Regions from separate parts of the Rattus norvegicus genome. Here region 1 is linked to region 2. A link is a contact called in public Hi-C data. All regions are on one chromosome and are shown on one strand. Each heading gives the region's core, a stretch centred on a gene start, on an enhancer-like site or on the middle of the called end of the contact. The rest is flanking DNA. Distances are from core to core; before and after follow the strand shown.

What was found. A called contact is a pair of places that touch in the nucleus more often than the background predicts.
Region 1: a contact with region 2 is called in a Hi-C map of frontal cortex, with 2.5 times the contacts expected there. The contact joins the promoter of Pacs1 here to the enhancer-like site in region 2. A contact is called at or near these places in 2 of 12 Hi-C or Micro-C datasets (the A7r5 cell line and frontal cortex).

What each region holds. Positions count from the first base shown.
Region 1 is chr1:211,997,479-212,000,178 of GRCr8, forward strand. It overlaps Pacs1 (phosphofurin acidic cluster sorting protein 1), which reads right to left and starts at 1,350. Exons shown (of 24, transcript NM_134406.1): 1 at 901-1,350. The coding sequence starts at 1,250. It overlaps Sf3b2 (splicing factor 3b, subunit 2), which reads right to left. Exons shown (of 20, transcript NM_001106326.1): 20 at 2,300-2,700.
Region 2 is chr1:211,882,688-211,885,387 of GRCr8, forward strand. The region is part of intron 10 of Pacs1 (phosphofurin acidic cluster sorting protein 1); the gene reads right to left. It overlaps LOC120099980 (a long non-coding RNA gene), which reads left to right. Exons shown (of 2, transcript XR_005499565.2): 2 at 1-561. Among named protein-coding and RNA genes, the nearest start is that of Klc2, 30 kb to the left of the region's middle. Within about 2 kb of position 1,359, at least 15 of the 93 cell types and tissues checked have an H3K27ac peak or open chromatin away from gene starts, as enhancers often do.

The sequences.
Region 1 (2,700 bases), core at 100-2,599, 110 kb after region 2:
ATCAACTTGGGTTTGAAGCACAAAATGAACACCTCCAGGCACTTCTTTGTGCTTACTGGGTGAAACCAACCCTGCAGGCTGTCTTAATGCAGGGTCAAGCCCAACACAGTCCCCAAAGAATTATATAGAACAACTGCTTTACCATAGAGAAACAGAAATTATGTCCAAGCGTTATTTTTTGATGCAAGTTCCCAGACAGTTCCAACAGACAGAAAAATGGATTGAATTTAGGAACAGGGTAGTCATTTTGCAGAGCTTGTAGGAACCAGGAGATTCTGTGACTAGTATCTAGGGGAAAAGGAAATGAAAACTTACATTTGAGAACACACTCACCTGATGCCCCAAACTAAGAGCACAGAGTACCCAGAGAATGTGTGTGATATGAAGCAGATGATTGTATGTACTGAACCCCTAAGTGTTAACCAGCTTTACCTGCAACAGGTGACAACTGAATTTGACACATGCTAAGTACGTCGGGAAATAATTATATCAAAGCCATCTTTACCACATCTGTGTAACATTAACATATGTACAGCCCACGGGCGTTGGTGAAGCAGGAAGAAGAGCGACTTACTGACCGTAAGGAAGGTCAGATTCAGTCAGACCCAGCCAAGGAAGGCCACTGGGCTGGGTCCTGGAGGCCATCATTGCTCCAAGAGGACAGGAGGGTGGTCCAGGCCAAGGCAGAAGGTGGGGCTGCTGGAGAGGGCAGGCCCACACAACAGTCCTGGAAGGCCCAGGCGAAGGCAGCCCCCCACCCCCACCTCCAAGCCAGGACGATCTTGAAGTGGAGGACCTCCCCCCCTACTCGACCCGGAGAGATGGGGAGGCGGGGCCTGTCACAGAGCCAGCCTGGCGGTCCCCTAGGCCAACACCTTTTCCCACCCGCCCGTTGCTCACCTGGGCACGCAGCTGGATGAGCTCCGGTCCACCTCCCAGGTAGCATACAAATTCATCTGCACTGGGGCGGGGGTGCGGCCTGGTCCCGGACCGCCGGGAGGCGCAGAGCCCGAGGCCACCGCGACGGCCATGGAGGTGGAGGTGGAGGAGGACGAGGAGGAGGCGGCCGCAGCCGAGGTGGACGAGGAGGACGAGGTGGCCTGGGCCAGTTTGGGGGGCGTCGGCTGTTGCGGCTGAGATGGCTGCTGCGGCGGCTGCTGCTGCGGGGACTGGGCAACCCCAGAGCCCCGCTGACTGCTGCCGCCCCCGGCGCCTCCGGGACCACCGCCCGCCCCTCCGCGTTCCGCCATGGCCTGGCCAGGGGTGGAAGGGGCGCGGGGCTTACGCGGACTGCGGGCACGCGAGCTACTCGCAGGCTTCCCCCCCGCGGCGGCAGCGGCTCAGCGCGTCTCCTCAGAACGCCCGGCGGAGCGCGAGCCACCAGCGAACCTGCACGCACGCGCGGGCCTTCGCTGCGCGCGGTCCTCGCGCTCGCCCGCCGCCTGTTGCGGCCCGCGAGGCCCAGACACTGGGTGGGCGTGCCCGAAAGGGGCGGGGAGTCGCAGCCCCACCCAGCCGGGCGCCGAGGGGCGGGCCAGGCTGGCACTCAGCCCCGCGGCCTCTGGGAAGGGGCTACAGCCCGCGCGCTCTCGCAGCGCGGCCCTTGCGTCCCTTGCAGGCCTCTGGCGTGATGGCTCCGCGCCCCTCCTTCCTCCACCCCCGTCGGGCGGCCGCTACCCCGCCAGCGGAAACCCGGGTTTTCCGGGGCGCGGTCCCGAACAGGAGAGGACTGTACGGGAGCGCGCTCAGCCCCTGAGATCTGCAGAACACGTAGTGGAGGCGGACCGCGGCTGGTCACGCGTTGCGCGGAAATTGGACAGCCCGCGGTGGCGACCCCTTCTGTGGGTATTTCGCCCATTTCTGTAAAAGGAGCAGTAGGTAGAGATCCAGGGACCGGCCACCACCTCTGGAGCTTAAGTTCCCGCTTGAGGGTAGGCAGGAGCCAGTGAGCTAAGTTTGGCTAGGTCCAAGAGCCATTCTTGGTACAGCGCCCCCGACACAGCCTTCTTTACAAAGTCCCAGAGTGCCTCAGTGCTTTCTCAATTCCTAAAATTCTCTCAAGGCCTGATCAGCTGCCATCCCCACACACCCCCACCCTACCTAGAGCTCTTGCACCCTCCTACACCCACACCTTCTCCACAGTACTTGAGCAAATGTCATGGAATCCTGTGCTCCAACCTAGTCAAGTTTTTCAAAAACTTCTCAGAACTCAGGGATGAAGACTAAACAAGCCCTTCAAACCCTACACCTACAACCCACCCACACACACACTAGTAAATCCAAGTAGTTAGCCGGGACTCTGGAACAATTTAGATTTTATTTAGATACAGATGTTCTCCAATAGTAAGAAATAGGCCTTTCTGCCACAAGGTCAATAAGGCAGGCCTGACCTGGCCTACTTCCCCAGCCTACAGTTAGTTACTTCCCAGCCTAGCCAGGGTGCTAAGCTGGCTATTTTTATTCCCCACGGACAAAGCAGTAAGGTCAGCCCAGACCTAAAGGTACTTTCCTCAGAGCCTTCATACACAGGAAGGGTAGGAGATAGTGAATTATCCACACAGTCATTTCAGCAACTACAGTCCCATAGTTCTGTGGGGCAGTCTGATTATAGGCAAGAAGTATATTCTTTTGCAGAAGCTAAAAAAGAGAGAGGTTCAAGAGTGCCTGTATTCATTCCTCCTTGGGAAACAGCTTTATTTA
Region 2 (2,700 bases), core at 109-2,608:
CCAAGAGGACACAGAGCCAGCTGGCGCTGGCTCTGTGTGTGCAGAGAACAGAGACTCTTAGTTTCAGACTTCCATTTTGTCTGGCTGAGTCTTGGGCAGGTGTCCTGAATCACTATCAGGCTTTACTCTTACAAGCATAGAGAACCAAATAATGTTACAATTGTGTGTTTCAGTTTTGAGAAAATCAACAACTGTTACAATTTGTATCAGCAGAAATTCTTTCTGGTTCTAGTAATAAAGTGAGTGCTCTACGAATTTGGGGCCTAAAAGTGGGAGATTTAGAAACCCTGCAACTGGGGTTGGGGATTTAGCTCAGTGGTAGAGCGCTTGCCTAGGAAGCGCAAGGCCCTGGGTTCGGTCCCCAGCTCCGGAAAAAAAGAACCAAAAAAAAAAAAAAAAAGAAAAAGAAAAAAAAAAAAAGAAACCCTGCAATTAGGGGTTGGGGATTTAGCTCAGTGGTAGAGCGCTTGCCTAGCAAGCACAAGGCCCTGGGTTCGGTCCTCAGCTCCGAGAAAAAAAAAAAAAAAAAAAAAAAAAAAAAAAAAAAAAAAAAAAAAGAAACCCTGCAATTCTTGCAGTTGTTCAGGGTCAGCTCCTGACACCACATGGTGGCTCATAGCCATGTGCAACTCCAGTTCTAGGGGATCCTATGCCCTTTGCAGACCTCTCTGGGAAGCTGGTGCACATGTGGTGTACATACATACAGGTAAAACACTCACTCATACACAAAGTAAAATTTTAAAAAAGAAAGAAAATACATCAGCAATGCTGGTGACATAGCTAACTGGTATAATTCTTGGTATAGACAAAACCCTGGGTTCTATTCTCTGTACCACAAAAAGAAAAAAAGGGAAAGTTAAAAAATAATAACAACAACAACAAAAAAGTAGGCCAGGCATGGTGGCACATGCCTTTAATCCAAGCACTCCAGGAGGCAAGGGCAGGTAGATCTCTGTGAGTTCTAGGCCAGCATGGTCTACATTTTAAGTTCCAGGAGAACAGCCAGAGCTACATAGTAAGACACAATCTTGAAAACAAAACAAAGTACTAGTGCTTAGCAATGGGGATAAGAGGCTATCAAGGTGAGATAGGGTGCACAACCCCAAGATCCAACAACCACACCTTTCCCTAATCTACCTTAACTACTCCATGTTAAGAACACATCCTTGTTCTACCATCCCAAAGTGCCTTCATACTAAAGGATTCCACAGTTCTACACCCACATGAAGACATATGGGCTCTTCAAAATAGAAATCTCAGCAGGGAGACAACAAAGCGAATTTGAGGTCTGGCCAAGAGAGACAGCATTTGAAGGACTTGCATAGAAGACATTCATGGTCTGTCAGTTTTGGGACTCTAAAACTGGATGTGCTAAGGAACTGTACTTCTGTAGGTCTATCAATCAATACGCTCTAAGTCTGACCCACAGGATCTCACAGCATTTCCACATGGCTTTTTAGAGCACATGTTTTCCATGTAGGCGTTGCAGATGAGGAAACAGCCTTGAGAAGAAGCAAGTCAGTGGGAAGATAGAGTTAAGATTCACTCTGGAAAATTCACCCCTTACAGTTAAAGGCTTTTTGTTCCATTGTTTAAGCGAGGGTTTCAATAAGTAGACCAGGCTGGCCTCCAACTTAAAAAGATCCACCTCTGCCTGGGATTAAAACCTGCTTCCTTGTTTGTTTTTGCCAAATCAAACAAGCTATATAGTCAACCTCCATCGATGCAGAAACACTTTTCCTTTTACTCATTTAGTGGTCATAAACGTTTACTGAACAGTCTTCTATGCCACAGCCTATCCATGCGTACTGCTGCATGATCATTGGCCTGGTTACACCTTACACATGCTCTGTCACAGTAGCACATTGCTCACCACATACAGAGCACTGTGCAATGATCTTCCCTTCAGCAGGCTCTGGGTTTCTTCCCAGAGATGTTACTCTGAGTGATTCTAGTGGTCAATTATTTATCCACACGGACAGAGACTTTCTGTAGAACCATCTGGCAGTTCTCTGTGCGGAAAAGCTGTTCTGAGTCACGCCCCAATATTAGCAGCACACTAAATGCTGTCTCCTTGGCTCCTGACCACTATGAACATGCTTGAAAGGTGCTGGGAATGCGGATTTGCAAGTAGCAGGTGAAGCTTCTCCAAGGGTAATTTTTAACATGAGTCGTGGTTTTCCTTCTTTCACTTTCACTAGGATCTGAGGTACAGTTCTTGGTGGGCTTGGGAGCCAGCTGTTCTTTAATAAAAAGATAAGCTAGGAGACAGCGCCACCTGGTGGCAGAAGGGAGAAAGGTTGCTGAGATGCCCCAGAAGAAGGCGCGCACAGGAGCCTGGCCAGCCAGAGACTACTCTCCAACAGATGGAATGCCTGGCACCTTCAGTCCATCTCCTCACAGTTAATAGCCACTGCAGAGTAAGATGTGTACTCTCCCCGTGAACAAATTACTATGCCTCACTTGATGCCAGAACAGCAAGAACTGGAGAATGTCAGTTTCTCTCATTAATAGAAAAATATGGCTCTAAATAGCCCACCATAAGCTCGGTTCTAAAACTATAGATGGTGACCATTTATTTACCTTTAGTTGTGGACAAAGGTATGAACAGCTTCTCTAAGCCTGAGGAGGGCTTGACAACTACAAGATCCTACCTATGGTCAGCTGCTAGGAGCCATAGCAGACAGCTCTCCTGCTCAC